Linked DNA regions of Hordeum vulgare: region 1 is linked to region 2. A link is a contact called in public Hi-C data. All regions are on one chromosome and are shown on one strand. The core of a region is the stretch at or near the end of the contact, and the rest is flanking DNA. Distances in the headings are between cores, read along the strand shown. Region 1 holds the start of LOC123438848 (fibronectin type III domain-containing protein 1-like). Region 2 has its middle 73 kb from the start of LOC123411585.

Evidence for each region. Hi-C and Micro-C count contacts between places; a contact is called where the count stands out from the background.
Region 1: a Hi-C map of leaf shows a contact between it and region 2, with 8 times the contacts expected there. The contact joins the promoter of LOC123438848 here to the enhancer-like site in region 2. A contact is called at or near these places in 3 of 6 Hi-C or Micro-C datasets (leaf and seedling) and 1 of 1 datasets of contacts at active chromatin or transcription factors (embryo).

The regions. Positions count from the first base shown.
Region 1 is chr1H:380,427,360-380,434,738 of MorexV3_pseudomolecules_assembly, forward strand. It overlaps LOC123438848 (fibronectin type III domain-containing protein 1-like), which reads left to right and starts at 1,499. Exons shown (of 1, transcript XM_045115807.1): 1 at 1,499-2,851. The coding sequence starts at 1,728. The coding sequence ends at 2,543. LOC123438864 (a long non-coding RNA gene) reads right to left here and starts at 6,638. Exons shown (of 4, transcript XR_006629985.1): 1 at 6,332-6,638; 2 at 5,783-5,819; 3 at 5,350-5,535; 4 at 4,122-4,516.
Region 2 is chr1H:380,156,407-380,163,400 of MorexV3_pseudomolecules_assembly, forward strand. It overlaps the pseudogene LOC123411595. Among protein-coding and RNA genes, the nearest start is that of LOC123411585, 73 kb to the left of the region's middle. Within about 2 kb of position 3,850, at least 2 of the 3 cell types and tissues checked have open chromatin away from gene starts, as enhancers often do. A contact at or near this core is called in leaf and seedling, where this site is marked.

The DNA.
Region 1 (7,379 bases), core at 249-2,748, 270 kb after region 2:
AAGACCTATAAAGTACACCCACTGCCCCATAATATAAGAGTATTTTGACACTACACTAGTGTAAAAACGCTCTTATATTATGGGATACACGGAGTATAAACTAAGAGATTCAAGGAGTGAGCCACTTAAAGATATAAAAGTAGGGATGGCAATTGATGTTTGAACTCATAAATGGGATGAATTTCACTGAAATATACTTTATAAACTATAAATCCTTTCAATTTCCTTGTCATTTGATCACCAAACCTAACAGATGTATATAACATGCACTTTCACTCATGGAGCAGTTGGACTTTGGTGTCATGCTACACACTAGAGTGGTACTATGTCACTCTCGCATTGTTGAGCCCATGATATGGTCTGAGGAGCTCCCCTCCCAAAAAAAAAGAAGTCCATGGCTCATTGGGTAGTAAAGCCCTCCCAAATTTATCTCTCGAGGTGGTTAACGATAAGTTTGGCATGTAAGATCGGCTACGCGAATATGGACGTGTGTGGGGTGTTCTGATGAAGACGATGAGCATGACGTAGGATATGGAAGTGGGGAGCCCACGGCTCAACGGTCATGAGGAGAAATCAATAATGGCAAATTCTTGTTGAGGGGTAAAACGGGCAGTTTTTCATGTCTATCAATAACTCCTTGATCTCTTTGATGGGTTCCTATCTTTCAGAAATGATCCCCATGCATGCCTCCTTCAAAGTAAGAGAGCTATAACATCTTACTTTCGGACATCTGACGAACGTTAGATCCAGCGTGGCTGTCTTACATAGGTTTTCATTTTTCATAACGGTTCTTTTGAGAACGGTGGAATCCCCTTCCTTCCCATCTGTGCGCTTTCGGTAGGTGAGAAGTTCAATTTCTTTATTCACATACATTCTTTCTAGAACCGATCAAGTCCACCTCCTACCCGTGTCGTCCACGAGGCACGGGGTTCGTTCCTTTTTTTCACTCCCGTTATTTTGACAACTGACTGAGTCCACCCCCCTTCCGCTGCATTTGGCAAGGGAGAGGATCAGTTTTCTTTTTCACGATCGTTATTTCAAAAACGAGAGGGGACCCTCCCCCGCCTCTTCGGCAGGTCAGAGAATCCTTCCCCTTTTTCACGCCCGATCTTTCGAGAACATCCGGCGTAAATATTAGGATCCGCAATTTATTGAGCACCGTAATTATTTGATATTCCTAAATCGACTAGGAAATAATAGTAGCAAAATCACCGGTCAAATACCACCCGATCTAAACACGAGATACATGCAGGCGTACATAAATGTTTTAACGGTCATTTTTTTTAGAGAACGGGCCTATTTCTAAGTCACTGCACTCGCTTGCAACGAATGAGACCGAACGGAGAGACGATGCCGGTTCCGTCCCAGTAGACGGAAGGAACCGCACCGGCGCGTAGAATAGACCAGGGTGCGCGGCCGGGGCCGTACCGCGACGCAACGTCTCCCCCCACCCGCGTCCCAAATAAATCCATCCATCCGTCCGGCCACTACAGCATCGCCCAACCACTCCTCCCCAGTCCCGTCCCCTCCCTCTCGAGCGAGCGGGCGAGCGAGCCAAGGCGACAAAAATCCAAGCTGCAGCGCACGCTCCAGCAATCCGAACCCACCCAACCACCGCACGCCCCGCGGATCCTCCTCGTGCTCCGCTCGCGATCTGCCTCCGCCCGAACCCAACCACCTCCTCGCCGGAGATGCGCTCCCGGTGATCCGGAGGGAGGACGGGAGCGATGAGGTGCAAGCTCCACCCGTACGCGAACGCGCTCGGGGTGTGCGCGCCCTGCCTCCGCGACCGCCTCCTCGTGCTCGCCGCCGAGCGCGACCGGGCCGGGGCCGGGGCCGACTGCAGCAGCAGCAGCAGCAGCCGGGGCAGCTCGCCCACGCGCGTCGCCGCCGCCCCGGCGCAGCAGCACCGGCGCTCCGACGCCTGCGCGTACACGTCGTCCCGCCACAGCAACAGCCACCGCCCCGAGCTCCTCTTCTTCAGCACGCCGCAGGTCGGCCCCGCCACCCGCGCCGCGGACGACGAGCCCCGGGAGAGCGAGCGCAAGAAGTCCTTCCACCGGAGGCGGTCCTTCCTGGCGGCGCTCTTCGGCGGCGGGCGGCGCGGCGGGCGGGAGGAGGAGAGCGAGGGCAAGAAGGACCCGCCCCGGCGGTCCACGTCGTGGCTGTCGGCCATAGTCCGGCGCAAGCGGAGGCCGGACGCGCCGTCATCGTCGCTGCCGCGGCCGGCGGACGAAGAGCCCGAGTCCCCAGGAGGCAGCACGAGCAGCAGCTGGTGGTTCCCGTCGCCCTCCCCGGCCAGGCACCACCAGCGGCGCAGCAGGCCCGGCGGATCAGGCGCCAGCGGCGACGGGATCTCGGGGTTCGCGGTGTGCCTGAGCCCGCTGGTCCGCCCCAGCTCGGGCGGTCCTCGGCGGCGGTGCCAGCAGCCGGACCCGTCGACCCTGGGCGAGAGCCACCGGCGGCACCTGTCGGCCAGCAGCGCGGCGTCCTTGGGGCGCAACACCTCAAGGAAGCTGGCCGACATGGGCAGGTTCCGGTGACGCACCCGCCGCACCGGTCCGGCCGGCGAACCGCCTCCTCTTTTCCCCCGTCAGAAACAAAAATCGTCATCTTGTTGTCCTCCCGCAAAATTTGACCTTTTGCTGATGCCATGCGCTGTCCCTACTCGGTGGGGTGAGAGAAGAGAGAAAGATAATGGAATCAACCCAGCCGTTTTGTTTTTCAGTTTCTTGTTTGAACATAGCAGCTCCGCTGGCTTGTGTCAATTGCGACGACCTGGGCGGCCAGGCCCAGCTCAGCTCAGGTCGCCTCATTTCTTTTGTCTGAACGTGTGTTCTCTGACCTCTGACACCTACGACTTCAATTTTGTTCCGCTCTGCCCTCCCATTTATTTACGTGCGGCTGTAATGTATTGCTTCGAGAGCTCGTGCACTGCCGCCGTGCCTGTGCCTGTGTTTTTACCATTCATGTTTCGAATTCTCGGGAGGTGGAAGACGACTGCTAGCGGCATTGTTTAGCTGCGAGTAAGAAGCTTCTCCCGGTCCCGGGCAATGCGTGTGTCAGTAGTACTGTAGTATGTCTTATTTTCTTTTAATAATAAAATGAAAAGTGGATAAAGCCTTGTACTAGTGGGCATTGGCGAGGCGAGGGCAGTGATTAGCTTAGCAACACTCCTCCCTTGGGAACTGAGATGGCATCGAGCTCGAGGGAGAGACGCTGGAGAGAGTGAGATGATGAAGACGCGCGCACGCGCTGCCGGCGGTGCGATCATGAGCATACATAAAAGAAGGATAAACAGGATGAAAAGGAAAGCAACGGGCGCATCACATCACAATTACCATCGATCATACAGTAATAAGCAACGGGAGATCATGAGATCAAGGCCTCGCGCTGCCGCTAGGGCGCACGCCACATGCACACAATCGCCATGATAATGCAATGCAATGCCATGGCTGGCGGTGCCGGTGCGCATATCCTTTCGGCCTCGACGTGGGCGGCTGGCTCCCCTGGCTAACAACGACGGCCTCTGTGCTTCCCATCTCCCCACGTAGCACTGTTACGACTACGCTACGGTCATCTAGGCAACACAAAACACCACAAAAGCGGACGGGCGCCTCTTTCTAGCCTCTCCTCGACGAGCGCCCCGCGGCTGCAAATTCCCACGCCTTTCTTTGTTTTGATCGGACAGCCGATGCCAAAAAGAGCCCGTCCGTGGAGCACGCGGCCTTTGCCTAGGAACAAGGTCCAGGAAACGGACCCGATTCCTACTCATCACAAAACTACAGCTAGACCACTCCAGTAAAAAGAGAACAACCTCCAAGCGCATCACAGCGCACCACTCAAGTGCTATCTATGATAATACCACTGCAGCAACGGAGTATAAAAAGAAAAAAAAGATTCAGGCAATACAGCAACAAGCGTAGCTACCGGCAATCAGTAAATAACTCGACCTGTTGAAGCAAAAAAAAAAAGAGAATTAGACCAAATCCATGAGATCCATCCATGACTGCCGACTGCTTCACCGAAAAAAAAACAGAAGACGGTTTCACCAAAGATACGCCTGTTAGAATATATATATAGATGACTCGGCCATGTAGTATATGTTTACGCTTCCCCTCTAGAGAACGTGAATCATATATTTATTTAAAAGCAGATGTGTGAAGTGCGCGGTGTGTTTTCTACGCCCTTCACCCAAAATGTCCTTGTCAGGAAATCAAAATCAGTGGGAAATGCCCGGCAACTCGCTCATCTTGCTAGGGCCTTTATTTCCTTTCAGTATTGTAATAACAAGGCACGCAAGTCAACTATGCAGTGCAGACAGAGAGTGTGCACTGGCCATGCAAACGCAACGGCCAGGCGCTCACCCTTTTCGGCGCTGAAAGAAACTTCCATCCAGCAGAGGAGGGCCTACCGTGAAACAATTTCTAGTGGCCGGTGCTCGATGGGCCTGCATGCCGGGCAATGGAGCAAGAGCTTGCTCCATTCCACAGGCCATCCAGTGTGAAAATCATTCCTCCAAAAGATCAGACAAATGAAATATATTAATTAAACACAAGACTGAAATGAAATGAACAGATGCAGGCATCTTCTTTGCCAAAAGGAATATTATAGCGGCTGATTGCCATCTTTCCACACGGGGAACCACCCTTCGTACACACGCAAAAGCGCGGGGCCGAAAGCCTGATTTCATACAGCTGGTGATGGCAAGATACCAAATTTTAGGGGGCTACAGGCTAATCTATCAGTGGCAGTTCGACTGTGACGACACTAGATGGATCAAGCGAGCAGACTGCCAACTGCTGAAAGCTCCGCTTGGGATCGTAGTATGGTATGGTCAGTCAAGGCGGTGCAGCATCTTGATGTTGTCACTTCCCCTTTGTTAGGTTGCGAACTTGATTCCAAAATATTATAAAGAACCAATCTAGGGGTCCCGCCGCTGGGTGTGGAGGCTCAGTTTTCCTCTCGGGATATTAAAGAATTATAAGCGCTAAAGCTTTCCTTCTATTTTAGCCGACACCGTAACTGCGCCTGATTAGCGTTAGTGTTCTAAGATGTGGTAATCGCTCAAACGAAGGGCAGGTGGTCTGGAACAGTGTCCCCAAATGCAATAGCAGTGGTTCAGACCAGGGCTTGGCTAACAATGGCGTGCAGGTTTCAGTTTGCATTGCTGTTAAGAGTTTACTATGATCCATAACAGAACTTATATACCACAAATAGCTTAACGCTGCTGTGTATTATATGAAAATCTGGTCCAGATTCGTTGACCTATATAAGATAATTTTTGCAGGAACTAAACAGAAACAATAGAGAAAAGGTACGACAGGAGGTCTCACAATTAGGACATACCTGAAAACCTTGGGCCTATGTGTCAGGACTCCGCGAGTGCTTCTCGTCGGCCTTTAGTGGGGAACAAAATCATGCCTACCATATCCATTGGCACAACAGAAGGTTAGTGGTGCTAAATGATTGGCATACCTCAATGTGCTCCACGGGGCCCATACTTAGCGTCGAGATGCATATTTCCATTCAGATCTGAAAGCAGACACGAGATCGATGTGAGGCAGATTTTCATACAGGCATACAGCACTAGGATACTTTGGCACAATAAGAACCCAAAAAATAATCAATTGGAAACGGCAACAGGAAGAACAAACATGGGTATGCAGGGACCAGTTTCATGTAGCGTGGAATTCAATATACGAAAGACTTTTTTCATGAAAAACAAATCATCAATCTTTTTAATTGCAGGAGTCCATAAGGGAAAAAGAAAAGGTCAAACCTGGTTGCTGCACCTATTATTCAAACTCATTTAGTTCCTGTAAATAATAATACGAAATGAGGAAATTAAATCTAAAGCTTGATTGATTCTGATCAGGTGTTTCAGTTTAGCTAGATGATACTAAAGACTGGTAACTGAAGAAAGATGGAGCGCAACAACGATTATGTCATATAGACGAAGTCACAAAGTAAACTACCAGCAGCATGCTTTATGTGAGACTAAGAACAGATAATCAACTTCTGCAGGCATAGTCTTAGAATATTTGTAGAGTTCAACACAGGAAAAACATTATGGTGTTTATGAAGGTCTTAGACAAGGAGACGGGCAATAGAGATGCAATGGGTACAAGCTTCATACTCCCTCTGTACCTAAATACTCCCTCCGTCCCAAAATTCTTGTCTTAGGTTTGTCTAGATATGAATGTATCTAGTCATGTTATAGTATTTAGATACATCCATTTCTAGACAAACCTAAGACAAGAATTTTGGGACGGAGGGAGTACTTGTAGTTGGGAGTATATCTGAATGAAGAGTATATATGGTTACATACCTTAAGGAGATTTAACATTAGTTGTACAAGATCTTGTGCTTTGACTTTCACTTCTCTTCTCCCTTGCTCTCTTCCAATTATATTATAGGGCATAGTCGAAGCATCAAAAAAGGGCCAATCTACTTCCTGACAGCAAAAGATACAAGAACACTAAAAAAAACATTTGCTATCAAAACTCAGGGGAAGGATGGGAAACTGAATGAGTTGGACGTTAACATACAAGAACAGATCAACAGAGTACTCTAAATAGTGATGAGACTCAGTTGTTTCCGATGCTAAGACTACACAAACAGCATCACCAGCTACATCCCAGCAGGAAACAGTGCCTTATGTTGACACATACTCCCTCCGTTCCTAAATATAAGACCTTTTAGAAATTCTACTATGGACTACATACGAAGCGAAATGAGTGAACCTATACTTTAAAACATGTCTATATACATCCGTATGTAGTCCATAGTGTAATCTCTAAAAGGTCTTATATTTAGGAACGGAGGGAGTAATAGTGAAAAGCCATCATGCACGATAAGCATAGTTTGCATGATTAGCACATACCTTGAAACAGGACTATTTACAGAACCCAACATATGTAAGAATAAAAGCACAAGAAAACAATGCAAAAAATTATGTCAGAAAACTGTCTATTCTTTTCCCAATGCAAATGATGCTGCGTCTGTTAAATGTGTGTACTACCTTAACATCGACTGTTTTTCTTTTCCTTCAAGATCATGCACTGCACACTACAAGTGCCCAAGGGAAAACAAATAAAAAAAACAATAAACTGAAACATACAGATTCTAGGACATAGATCAGTCACGAAAATATGGTTCAGTACCATTTTTTACTCAATCATTCAGGAAATAGTACATCTGAATACATAAATTTGTCAATAAATTATAGCATTTTGCTGTTGACCAAATTTTCTCCAAAACAGAAGCAAGTAGTACATATATAGGCACAAATTGAACCAAAAAATGCAAATAAACATATATGTGAGCAATTCAGGGTTTTCCACATTTATCTTATGGCTCACACACTGCAATTCGCA
Region 2 (6,994 bases), core at 2,600-5,099:
ATAGGTGGCAAACCACTGTTTTCAGCCAAGGCTAGTGGAATCCCATCCAACACATCAGCAAACGACCTGATTGCATACTGCAAGTACAAAGAACACGATTAAACGATATTGCATCTTGTTGCAACTTAGCTGTTGAAACTCAGCAGTTACCTGCTCGGCTCCAGCATATCGATCTGCAGCAGCTTCAACAGCAATTGAGCAAGATATCTCAGCTGAGCCGCCACCATAAACAATAGAGTTATTGTGGATCAGATTTCTAGCCACACAGAGAGTGTCGTGAATACTTCTCTTGGCCTCCTCAATTATCATTTTGTTGCCTGCATGGTAGCAGCTGGCTTTATCATGGAAACTCCAAACGTAATTAATCTTTTAGCTAGTGCGCATATTCAATAAATACTAGCGGTATCAGGCAATGATTTTCTACTTAGCATAGTTGGTTGGGTAGCTACAATAGAAGTATGAGGTCTTACAATTCTTCAATAGAATTATCTTTTAGAATCCTACAATTCTTCAAGGAAAAGTAACACACAACCCACTGGTGCGTCATACAATCGCGAAGATATGAACGGTATGAATATTTTGTACCCATTCTACAAATCCAACTGGTTATGTATGACGAGGTACTCTCAAACTATTATCTGAGATAATGTAACCAACACAACGATGGGTCATAGGACCAGGGACTCACAAATTATGACCTAATTAAAAACCAATAGTATCATAAAAATTGTATTCATAGAATGGAGAAGTGAATGTTACAAAGAAATTTCTCATGTATTTCAGTGCACAATTCGCATGCATGCAAGATTAATAACTAAAATTATGCAAGTTTATTAAATTCGACAATTGAGTGCCAAACAGTGAAACTGTCATGTATCGATACTGCCAACACTGGTAAAATTGTTTGCACTGCATGCAACACAAAAGTATCTCAACTATATGGACAAATTGACCACTGATGGGTTGAAAGTATAAGCACACATGACCTAACAAAGGATGTGGGGATATGCACATGCAAACATGAAGGAAGAGATATTATCCATTGGAACATACCGCCCCGGATGAAGATAGTTACAGCTCTGGAATTTGCACACCTCTCAATGTAAAGCATTCGGTCCTTTGTTGTTCCAAATGACTTCTCTCTAACTAATCCAGCCTGTTCAAGCAAAGTATATGCAGATAAGCAAACCCTGTGAGATACAAGCAGTACAATACAAAGGAATCTAAACAAAGCAAGTCATTAAAACATAGCATAATTATATTACATTTACTTTAAAGAATGTATTACTTTTGCATGGTATCTTGATGGCAAACGTCCTAATTGCTAGGTGCTGAAGGAAAGCATTGGTTACACCAGAGAGAAGTGGCAACCCTACTCAGCTACCAAGAATCACATAAAGATTGACATTGTTGAGCATTCAATTTTTAGTTTATTGTCCTCAGGTCAATCAAGTCACCCTCACAAACCCACATGCGGCCAATTAAAGTCAGCGAACATCTTAACAATTACATGATAAAATAGTATCACTTATCTGTTTAACTTCTTAAATTGTTTGATACGCTTACTTATTAAGAAATAATACAAAGTACGTAACTACGTATACAAACAAAAACTCATGCAAATTAATAGCTAGACTCCACATATGCTCTGTCGTCTCAGCTACTTAAGATTTCACATACTTGGGGTTCCAAAATTAGACAGCCGACAATACAGCCTATGCATCATCAGAAAAAAGTATGTGTGTACATCATCAGAAAAATGTATTCCTTGTGTACAAAAAGAACACAAAACCAGTTGTACCTGCCCAAGCTTATCAGGAGTCAACTCTTGGAATCTTGGAACAATGCGCCCCCCTGCAGTCAGTTCTCAAATGTTAGATAGTGTATTTATAAGACATTCAGGTTCACAAGGAGAGGTACTCATATCAACCTGTAGCTATGGCAATCAATTCCAATTCAACACCACCAACCCATCTGACAGCAGGCAGGTTTCTTTGCATAAGCAAATGATTGGCTTCATCATCAAAACCCCATTGACAGATAACTAAAGTTGCACCAACATCCTGCAAGTGTATATGAATAAAAATCGTATAAGTATTTAAGAAATCAAACATGATACGATTCAAAGTGAATAGGCTTTGTGCAAAATCATAACTTTTCCCTACTATAGATATAAAGAAATTTTGTATGTTTTTACCTTGCATTTCTGAACCATTTCATCGAAGTATTTCTGCTCTTGCCCACGCAACGTCTGGAATTTTTCTAGTGTCAATGTCAACCTTATGCTTTGTCTTGGGCTTTGGGGGCTCAAATGGGCAGGTAAGGATGGCAATATTAGCATCCTCGATTCTCTTTGGCATTTGTGGGTGGCTCATATCTTTGTCAACAGCAATTCCATATATTAGCTCAGTGTCCTCTAGCTTCCCACCAACTTTACCTTCTACTTTAATCAAGTCCAAGTTTACATCCTTCCTTTCCAAATCAGCAACAGCAAGGACTGCCCTGACAGCAATCTCAGCAAGCAACCGCTTACAACGGTTAACACTGCAGTTTAAGAATGATGGGTCCAATCAGACAAACGGATAGAAATATAAACTGAATCTACCCTACTTCCTGGCAGATTAAAACATTGGTTGCATAACTGATAAGTTAAGAGTGAATCTCTTATGACTTACATCTTTGAGGACAGAGTTGTCACGCAGGTCTGCACCAAGGGCTCTATATGTGCAGCAGTGAACTCAAACCTAGTGGAGATACGTTCAAGGTGATCAAAAGCTATCTTGGAGGCCATCTCATATCCTTCGGCAATTCTTATTGGGTGAATACGACGCTCTAGCAGTTTCTCAGCTTGTTCCAGGAGCGACCCGGCCAGGACCACCAGTCCACCACCCCGGTAGTACCATCCCCAATTTCATAATCTTGACTTCGTGAAAGCTCCACCATCAGCTTTGCAATCTGGTTATTAACATCGATTTGCTCCAGGATCGTCGCTCCGTCATTTGCTAGAAAAAATCATAAGGGAGGCAATTATTCAGAAACCCTTTCCCTTCTTTTGGGAATAAAAATCGAAGCACTTTCCAACGGAACTAACAGCCCTACAGACATCTACAGTAGAACTCTGGACAGATACTGCGTAGCACACATCCAAAATCCCTAGCCCTTCGAAGAGACCGATGCAAGGGCCAGATCGCATGCAAGCAACGAGTACTAAAGAATCTTAAATTTTCCCGCGAAATAATAACAATACAGTAACTTAAGCTAGGCAATAAGATTAGGGGGCAGAGCGGGGAGGGGAGTGAGAGAGTGCGGTGGAGCAGTTACTGATGGTGACGTCGCCGTCGGGTGACTGGAGAATCTTGTCCATGCCCTTGGGGCCGAGGGAGGTGCGGAGGCTGCGCGCGACGGCCTTGCCGGCGGCGACGTTGGCCTTGTGCGCGTCGAGCCCCCGCAGGCGGGACTTGCTCTCCTGCTCCCTCAGGATGACGAAGGGCCGTCCAAAATCGTCGAACGCCAGCGCCATGGCCGCCGCTGCCGATGCACGGGACGCGCGCGCGGCGCTTCTAGAAGGGTCGGATCGCACCACTGGGGGAGGAGGAGGCGGCGCGAGGGCGTACCGGCGATCTTTTTTTTGAGACTTAGGAAGAAAAAAAGAACACCTTCACGAAACATCCAAAAGGACATGGGCTTCATCAATGGATGCGTGGGCCGGGCTGAATAGATGGGCTGAGTTTATGTTTATCCGACGAAAGAAAAAAAAACTCATAACCGTGAAGGAGATATGCGCGTCTCCGTCGGAGACCCACATCACCATCCCACGAATCTGTTTGAAGAACTTTTGAAGCGACCCGTCCACCTGCCCCGTCATCCGCGTGCTTTGTTCCTAAACTACCCTTGTACCTTCGCTGCCAAGCACCTACTACACGCTTGCGTGGGAGCTAACGTATGCATGATTTATTTTATTTTCGAATTTACATATCTTGCTCGGCAGACCATATATGGAGCGATTTATTCTTCAAACTGATCCCGGGTATTGCGTCTACAAAGACAAAAACCTCATTAATCCACAATATATAGTTTGACTAAATAATCGACAAAATATGGGAACAGAAGAAGACCACGTGTTGCTCTCGGGTGAAAACCCTAGTCATCGCTGCCGTCGACACACATCGTCGGGCAAAGCCCGCTGGCGGTTGGCGGTTGGCGGTTGTGGGATTTGCTTCTCTCGTGCATGTTGCTCTCGGACATAACCCTCTCGATGGTGGCGTGCAGTGAAGCTGTTTGTCGTAGTGATCGACCTTGGCTCGCGCAACAGGCCTGAGATGTTGCTCTCATGAATGTGGAGTGGCTAGGGTAAGCAACGGTGGGACGGCTTGGCGTGGCCACGTGTGGCACCACCTCCGTTTGATGGGTGATACAGTCCTATACTTCGTGGTGGATATGGCGCGGCGCGAGCAATGATTCATACTTATGAATTGTGATGGACTTGGGCTCGGCCCAAATCTGGCGTGGCGATGGCGGTGGGTTGGAGTTGTCGGGGTGGCGGCCCCAGACTTGGTGGTAGCAGCTTCGGCCAAGGATTGGTGTGTGTCTCAGTGTGGCAAAACGAGGGACCCCACGGATGGATTGGAGTTGGCTTGCGGCATGGTTGTGGTGGTCGGTGGGTTGTGGTATGTGATGTGCCGGTGTAGGCAGAAGGTGGTCGAGGCATCTCCAGGAGAAGTCATGTTTCCATCTCCTTCAAATCTAGCGACAAAGACACCAACAAATGGTGTGGTGTTCTTAGAAGCATCGTCGTGGAGCTGTGCTCATCACTCTCCCCACCACCTTGGCTTTGGAGGGAAAACACAAATTCGTTGGATCATGTAACGGAGGCGTCTTCATGTCTTTCTCCTCCTTGAGGCATCATCTTGGAGCCGCCTACGACTAGGAGACCGGTGGTTGGCGGTAGCTTGTCCGACCGGTTGTTGAGGTCGGGGTGTCAACGCCTATATCAGCAACGATGATGGCGTCAATATGATTTTGGGTCGTGGCTCGAGATAGGTAGTCGACTTTTTCCGATGCCCAATGTGTTCTTTCAAGGTTTGCTTGTTTTTTGTGGAGTTGAAGTTGTAGTGAATGTGTTCAGGTGGTGACGATGAGAGACACTTGGAGGCTATTTGCACTGGACCTGGTGACACAAGGCTTGCATATTTTTCTTGCAAATATCATCGTCAAAGTCAGAGTTGATGGTCGTTGGCGCGTGGGGCCAACTATTGGCATGTGTTGTCATGGACTCCCTGCAGCTATTTCACGCAAGCCTCATTGTTGAAGTTGAAGTCGCTTGTTCCAAGGCAAAACAATGATGATGGTGACGCTCGTGGGCCCTTAATTGATGTCTTTTATTCTTTGTAGCTCTATGATCCACGTCGGTGGGTAGGTCGTCCGATGATGCCCATTTTATATGGATTGGGTTGGGTTGTGTTGGTCTTAGCCTATTTTTCGCAAGTTAATTCAATAACTCTCACTCTCTTATTAATTAGTGAAAATGACTACTCTGTTACCTCGTTTTGAGAAAAAAGAACCCTCAGTACAATAATGCAGTTCAATTATCCGATTTTCTTTTTGTTTTTTGTTTCTTTCGGGGGAGGGGGTCTTTGTAGAAAACAAGACAAAAATCATTGCCTGCATCTTTTAGGATAGAAAAATCACTGTTTGAGAAATCAAACAAACGCGAGAAAAACTACAAGTATAACCTTTTTGTATTACTTAATTGATAGGAGCATCCCCAATATAGGATGGCGAAATGTGGTAGCGTCCAAAAAATCATTGTTTATGGCATTTTGGGCAAAAAAACGATGCTCCAACTAATGCCCCTATATGCATATGGTGATGAAATTTTTGGCAACCCCAAATTTCAGCCTTCGATGCTTTATATTTGAAGCACCGCTACGGGTGCTACAAAATCGAAAACTCGTCTCTCTAATGTCGAAATGTCAGCTGAAGTTACCCCACCACATAATCGCATCCTCGTCCACCTATGGTGTCGCCAATTTCAGTCGGTCCCATGCCACCATCGGCACCCCGCAAGCCATCTGGCCTCCATGCCGTCGAGAGACACCCCGTTCTCCTCCTCCCTCTTGCCACATCTCCGTTGTCGCTTGCGATAGTCGTCACCCCCTCGGCGCCCAAATATGGATATCTCATCATCACGGGATCCATCGTCCACATCACTCGGTCTGACCATTCCGTCCTGGGTCGCCCAATTCGTGCATCATCGCCCCTTGATTTGTCTCTCGTTTATTCATCGACCGCTTCGGTGGTGGACTACGTTGCGTGGAAGATGCCGCCACGAGTGCCACGTCGTACCAAGGCAATTGGTGATGGCCATCTGGGCACTTTGTCACTGAGATCACCCGTGTGGGGGGTCACAAGTGGCTCGGCCCCTTCGAGACCCCAGAGCTTGTCATGTGTGTGCGTGTGTCATAGTGGCGCTCCAGTATGGGCGGAGCCGGTTTGATGCCAACTTACCCTACATGGACAAGGACATGGAGTTCCTCACCCCTCTCATGCGGACCATGTCTCATAAGGAGGAGAAGGAAAATTGTTGCGTCGATGCGCAATACACCGCCAAGGCTTGGGTTGTGTTGCACATGGAGAATTTTGCTGAGTCCAATCAGGACATCGTGGCGGTGCAGCTTGCATTCCACACTGAGAGGGACAAGGATCTAAGAAAGAAGGGGGACAAGGAGTATGCTCGCGGGATCAACGCCGAGGTTGATGACTTATTCGACCAACTCGACAAGGATGGTTAGGAAAAGGATGAGGAGGAGGGGGAGGTGAAGCCGTCTACCTACAATAACCATGAGGCAGGGTCGTCCGACGGAAGGGCAATCATAATTGACTCCTACGATGACACCTTCCCCATGATGGCCCACTTTAGAAGTGAGGAGAAGGAGTGTGATGATCTATCATAGTGTTGTTTAATTATCTAGTCTGATGTTATTTTATGTTTAAT